Linked DNA regions of Mus musculus: region 2 is linked to region 1. Evidence: chromatin contacts called from public HiCAR-type data. All regions are on one chromosome and are shown on one strand. The core of a region is the stretch at or near the end of the contact, and the rest is flanking DNA. Distances in the headings are between cores, read along the strand shown.

Evidence for each region. HiCAR-type assays count read pairs that join an accessible place to other places.
Region 2: a contact with region 1 is called in a HiCAR-type map of fibro-adipogenic progenitors, with 2.9 times the contacts expected there. The contact joins two enhancer-like sites. A contact is called at or near these places in 1 of 39 promoter capture datasets (the C10 cell line), 6 of 484 Hi-C or Micro-C datasets (bone marrow-derived macrophages, brown adipocytes, cerebellar granule neurons and 2 more) and 2 of 115 datasets of contacts at active chromatin or transcription factors (fibro-adipogenic progenitors and pancreatic cancer cells).

The regions. Positions count from the first base shown.
Region 1 is chr15:59,548,259-59,551,507 of GRCm38.p6, reverse strand. The region is part of intron 4 of Nsmce2 (NSE2/MMS21 homolog, SMC5-SMC6 complex SUMO ligase); the gene reads right to left. Among named protein-coding and RNA genes, the nearest start is that of Gm36677, 68 kb to the left of the region's middle. Within about 2 kb of position 1,272, at least 98 of the 459 cell types and tissues checked have an H3K27ac peak or open chromatin away from gene starts, as enhancers often do. A contact at or near this core is called in brown adipocytes, fibro-adipogenic progenitors and pancreatic cancer cells, where this site is marked.
Region 2 is chr15:59,843,847-59,847,009 of GRCm38.p6, reverse strand. No RefSeq gene overlaps it. Among named protein-coding and RNA genes, the nearest start is that of Gm36819, 22 kb to the right of the region's middle. Within about 2 kb of position 1,494, at least 69 of the 459 cell types and tissues checked have an H3K27ac peak or open chromatin away from gene starts, as enhancers often do. A contact at or near this core is called in brown adipocytes, fibro-adipogenic progenitors and pancreatic cancer cells, where this site is marked.

The DNA of each region.
Region 1 (3,249 bases), core at 23-2,522:
CAACGGCAGCAAGGAGGAAGCAAGCAGGCAGCTGACTAGACTTCCAGCTACTCTGTCAGAATCAATCTAGTTTCCACTGCAGGGATTAATCTAACATGCTGAGAGACGGCGCGGGCTTTCCCCTTTAGCCAATATGAAGCCATCACTAAGCCATACTCTTTACTTTTATTTATTTATTTTTATTTTTTATTTTTTAATGGTTTTTCGAGACAGGGTTTCTCTGTATAGCCCTGGCTGGTCTGGAACTCACTTTGTAGACCAGGCTGGCTTCGAACTCAGAAATCCACCTGCCTCTGCCTCCCAAGTGCTGGGATTAAATGCGTGCACCACCACACCCGGCTTTTACTTTTATTATAAGTGATTACACATAAGGCATTGCATAAACATGCTTGGTTAGTGGTTACATTGCAATCCAGCAGTAGTATGATGCAGATATTCAGTGTCTTAATAATTGAACTGGAAAATTATAAAAGTGGGCTTCAGGAGGAGGCCAAAGTGAACTACAGTGACTCATCGCCAGGGCCATCCTGACCTGAGCCTTCACTGAGATGTGCTCTTGACAAGAGAATGGTGCAGAGAATGACAAGATGTTTCCCTTCACAGGGTTCCACTAGTGAGGAGCCACAAAGAGCAGAAAACTAAGATACCAGCCGATCTTCTTTTGGAAACTGTGCTGAGATCAGAATGCACAAGCATACTTGCGATGTACCTACCAGTCACTGCTCTCGCTTACTGGCCACTCCTCCAGCTCCAGGCACTGCTCCAGATTATTCCTTTTATCCCCCGTGAACATCTTATAATGTCCCAATTCTCATGTCAGGGATGAAAAGACCAAGGAGCGGAAAAGGTTACATAACTTGCCGCCTCTCACGGTTGGTGGGCTGGAAAGGAACTCCCTGCTCTCCGACTGCACTCTGAGTGACGCATCGTCTCTACTTGACATTTTGGGGCTCTGTCCCAAGTACTCTGTAGGGTCCTAACAAAATGGTTCACATATTTTCCTGATGTTTCACACAGCTAATTACACAACCAATTAGTTTCCCAACCAAAAGATAGCATCTACGGTTTCTGCCTCTACTTCAGTCTGCTTAAGTTCATGGTAGAGATGAAAATGAAATCGGCCCCCAGCCTACATGTTTATCATCTTTTGGAGGTTCTCACAGGACAGATTTCCTGCTTAAAAACCTTTTAGCCAGACTGCTGCTTCTTGTTTTGACAGTCCAATCTTATTAGATCATGTTCTAGCACAATGCGGGCCTTGCTCAATACTCTGAAATTTCAGACCTACCAAAGCTATGAGCAACTTTTTGATTGAGAAGTCCACGACCTCATGTGAAACCAGAGTCATGGGAATTGGAAGAAATGCACAAAACCCCTGCGATGGTAAAGTGAAATATGACAACGGTGGAGTGACGTGACCCACAGTTCCAGGAGACATGCTTCCTCACGGTCATGACTACATGACAGCGTCTCTAAGGACTCCATGTGCTGGCCTGCTTTCAGCAGTGTTCAAATCGCCCTCACGTGGTTGGCAGGTGGCCAGAGAATAATGAGGTGGTAGGAAAAGGGCAGATTTTGCCAACGGAGGTTAGGTAGTCTAAATGGAACCAAGAGAGGGGCTGGCCATACAACGGGTGAGAAAAGGGTGTGTAAGGGGTGGGGGCAAACGGCTTACTGATGCAGTGATTTGCAAAGACTTGTTCACATTACCTCTGTACTATGGACTCATGACTCAGTTTTCAAGCCAGTGGAAGCCAAACAGGTATCTCGTTTCCCCTCTGCAGCTCCACACTCCCTTCCCCACAGACAGCCTAGCTTCAAACCTATGAGCAGCCAAAAGGGGACAACTAAGGATATGTTTAGCATGTACACTGCTGGGAACCATGGGGCAGAGGGAGAAGAGCTGTGACACAGAAACACCAGCAGGTAGGGATCGTCTTCAACTGTGTGACTTTACAAGAGGATTGATCAAAGAATGCTGCCCTTAGGAATTATATCTTAAAGCACACTGTAGGCCTGAGACTCAGTATTTGGCAACTTGTTAAAATTAGGTCAGGAGTGTGATGAGGAGAATTTGTACTTTTCACTTTTATTGTAGAGAAAATGGCACAGGACTCTGTAGGAACACTGTTAAACCTGCATCCAGGAAGTAGGCCAGGCTGAAGCTACGTCAAGGTAGAAGGGTCAATGAGGGACCTCCATGTCACTGAGGCAGACAGCCTCTACACGGCAGCCTGTGCTGTCAGAGACAGTACTAAAAGAAGCTGGAAATGCTGATTCTGATGGGAACCCTTCTAACTGGTGTATGTTGCAACCGAAGATACATGTGTATACAACTCCCCTGGCCAACCCAAACACATCTGTGGCTGGAACCAGCACACTGAGAGCTGGTGTCTGACCTTGGTGACCACAGTGATGACTCTTAACCCTTACAGCACAGAGAGGAAACAAGCGCTGGCTTGTCTTCCATAAAGTCACTTACACCGCTGCCTGGTCAAAAGACTCTTTGTAAGTCCAGCCTGTGGGACCTGCAGAGAGGTCCAAGAAGGCCATGGGCCTCCTTCACTAACAATGCCAAGCCTGTCGCTGTTGAGAGAGGGAGGTATTCTGAGGTCTTTGGGAGAATTTAGAAAGGTGTCAGTCAGGAAGATGAGGTGTTTGGTGGCTTCATACTGAGTTATGACCACCTGCTCTGAGCTCTCTAACTGCTTATTTAAAACTGCAGGGTTTGTTTCTTGTTGCCATGAGTGCCAAAGGAGCCCAACAGACATGTCATATAGGGCTGTCAACTGGCAGCTCAAAAGGTCTCCTGGAAAATTTCATTCGGCTACAAAGAGAAGACTGCATCCCCCTATGATCAGACACTTTAGCATCCAAGTCTGGATGCTTGCTTGCCCACTGTGCCTATGATAAACCAGACATTTTTCTACGTCGTGCTTCCAAAGCCCTATCTCCTGGCTGTCAGACTTCTTTTTCTTTTTTAAAGTCATTTTCATTTATGCGTATGTATCTGTCTGAATGTATTCAGATGCCTGTAGAGGCCAGAAAAGGGTGTCAGATGCCCCAGAGTTGCAGTTACAGACCATCTGATATCAGTGCTGGAAACTGAACTCAGCTTTGCAAGAGCAGCAAGAGTGCTTTTAACTGCTGAGCTATCGCTTCAGTCCCCAAGAGTGGCAGGCTTTGAAATCGACCATACTGTGTGGTGTGGGACAAGAAGGTGCTGTGTGTCTCTAATGCACAAGCGTG
Region 2 (3,163 bases), core at 245-2,744, 300 kb before region 1:
CCATCATGGTCAAAGGCAAGACAAGATGCCTGCTACCATCAGCACTGACACTGACATTGAACATGAAGCAGACGAAGAAGCAGACAGGGAAGAAAAAAAAAAACAAAACAGATTGGAAAAGGACTCTCTGGGAGGCACCCACGGATTCTGAACCTCTAAGGGAAGACCTCTTTCCTCTGTAGACTGGTCAGTTAGCCCAGCCTGCTGCCACTCAGGAATCAGACATCATGAGTCTCGGTTGCCGCCCCACCTCATGCAGCTGAGCAAACTTGAGCAAGCATGTCTCCTTGGAACCCCTATATCCTTAGATCTCTCAGCAGCAATGGTTCCTTGGTAGGTTGTCTGAGCCGTATATGAAGGTAGCAAGCGAGACAACAATGAGATGGAGTCATTCTGAGCCCTGATTCTGGAACTAGCCAGTTGGTCCCCCATTCCTATGACACATTAGTTATAGGTCATAAGTGATACACCTTGCATCTCTGTGCTTCAATCTCCCATCAGGTAGGGATGATGGTACCAATCTTCTAAGGCCAGCAAGATGGTTAGAGTGAGCCAATACTCATAAATTACTTTGAGCAGCAGCTTGCAGAACAGTACAATAGAAACAGGTGTCAAATTAAGATCTAAATGATGAAACGGAGCATGCCAGTACACAGGAGCAATCCCAGCAGTGAGGGGAGCAAGAGCATCATGAGTTTGAAGCCATACTAAGCTATATAACAAGACCCTGTCATTTATTATAAATATATGTATGTATATGTATACATACATACATACATACATACATACATACATACATACATATTGGCTCCTGAATCAACAAACAAAGGCTAATGTTCTTAAGGAAGGGCTCTCAGATATGTCCTCTGGCTTACACATACACACACACACACACACACACACACACACACACACTCATACACACATACACACAAAATAAATAGGAAATGAAGCAAGAGACCAAAGTTCATAATATACATATAGAAGAGTGTTGTGGTAACATTGATTATTTGATTTAATTGTGTTATACAATATGTGCTAATTTTTAAAAGGGAAACATTAACAGGAAGTTGTACCTGTGGGAGAAAAGGTTTTTTTCTCTCCTCCTCACAGGACAGGAATTACAACTGATTCAGAATTTTGTTTAAGAAGGAAACCCAGACTCTGAAGGCATCATAATTTGCAGAGGTGGTTTGGCAAGAGAAAAAGGTTGGATTTTCTGCTCAACTCTAAGTCTTTGCCCAGTTTCCTCCCATGTCTGGGCAGGTGGACCGAGAGAGTAGGACCCTGAGGGCTCCTCCATTTGGCCATCAGAGTGCCATCTGTTGGTGATGACCTGCTCTAACACCGTGTGCCTCAGTGAGGGACAAGCTCATGTCAACCTCTGGCCCAGAGCAGGTATTGAGTAAGCCCTTCCTGTCTCCATGTGCCTCCCCTTGGAAGATTCGGATTATTCCGGACCTAGAAGCAGGCTTCCTCAGGCCATGGCCACATGCCTAGATGACTCACACCTAATTCCTGTAACACTGATCTTCAGGGCTCCAGCTTGGGCCAGCTGATCTCTGAATCCTTTCATTCCTCCTGACAAATATTATTAAGAATAACACGGAACACCAGGGATGTCTCAGGCACTCGGCTGCTAGGCACCAGGAACACAGCCATGAACTAATATGGGAAGGAGATTAACAACTAGAACATAACAAGTCCTGTTAGGTGGGATCACCGGGGAGACATTCCAGCCCAGTGCAGGGCAGGGACATGAGGAAGGAACAATTGCACAACATCTGCTATGTGGTAAGCACAGACCCATTCATTCCCTTTTTGCTAACATACTCAACCATTCTGTAAGGTAGGTGACGAATCCTCAACTTACCGTCATGGTCAACGAAGAGCAGACAGACTCAGAAACTAGCCTAAAGTCACACAGCCAGGACATAGTTCAATCAGTGCACACAGTGGGATTCCAGAACTCATGCTGTCTGCCATCATTCAGCCTCCACAGTGGGCTACAGTGTCACTTGCCTGGTACCCCAACACTTTTCTCTTTAACATTCTAATTCTTTCAAGTCTAGAAAAGAGTGAGTTACCACCTAGACTACCAATGCCGTATTCATATCGAGAACCAGGAATGAATCTCATTCTCCAGGGAACGGTTGTTTCAAGGTCATTGATATCTGTAGAATGATCCTTATGGGTGATAGTTTGAATGTGCAGGTATAACTTACAATATGACTAGATTCATTTAAGTCCAGTTCAATGAACTGAGGCCAAACATGATCCGATCTTGCACCAGACGCTACATCCCATCTCTATCCTGACTCTGGACTTAAGTAAGCTCTCAAGATCCAGTTTCAGAGACAAGAAGTAATCTCGTCTCAATGCAGAGTGCTGACCCATATACAATCACAGTGCATCATTTGGGGGAAACCTCCCAAGAAGGGGCAGAAATATCATAAGAGCCAGAGAACCAGGACACTCAGTGTTAGATAGTATCATCTAGACATGACAGGAAAGCTACACCCATGAAATCTCAATATGGTTGTCTAATCAAGACTTGCATAATAACAACTCCAGTTGATGTGCCAAGGTAGATGGGAAAATTTCACAAAGTTCCATGCCTAGACAAAGAGCTACAGATGATCATTGGGGGACTTCAAGAACCAGCTTTCTCCAAGAACAGTGACCCCTGATAGGTTGTCTAATCCCAAGTGGTCAGCCTGTGCATACAAAACAACACTAAACAGACTCTGGAAGCTGTGCCTGTGTTATGTATACATACATTCTTTCTGTCCCCTCTTCTGGAGTGTGCCATGTACCTTGGGGATATCCCATCTATAGCTGACTATTAATTACTGTTATTATTTTTTTATTGTTGCTTATTCTCAGCACTTGAATAGCAATCCATGCCTGTAGTAACCACTACCAACTACTGTAAGAAGTTTCTCTGACAAAGGTTGGAGGATGGAGAGGGGTTCTGTGAAGTGCTGTCTTCTGGTCATGGCAAGTGTGCTTCATACACAAACTCAACAGTAGCTTACATGGGTTCAGAAATCAGTTAAATATCCCAGTATGGTTGGGGGAGGGTCTCCCAAGGCCCCAGCCCTGACTGATGAGCTGTTGGAAGTTGATGACTGCTGGAAGGAGGAAGTGTACCTTTGCCTTG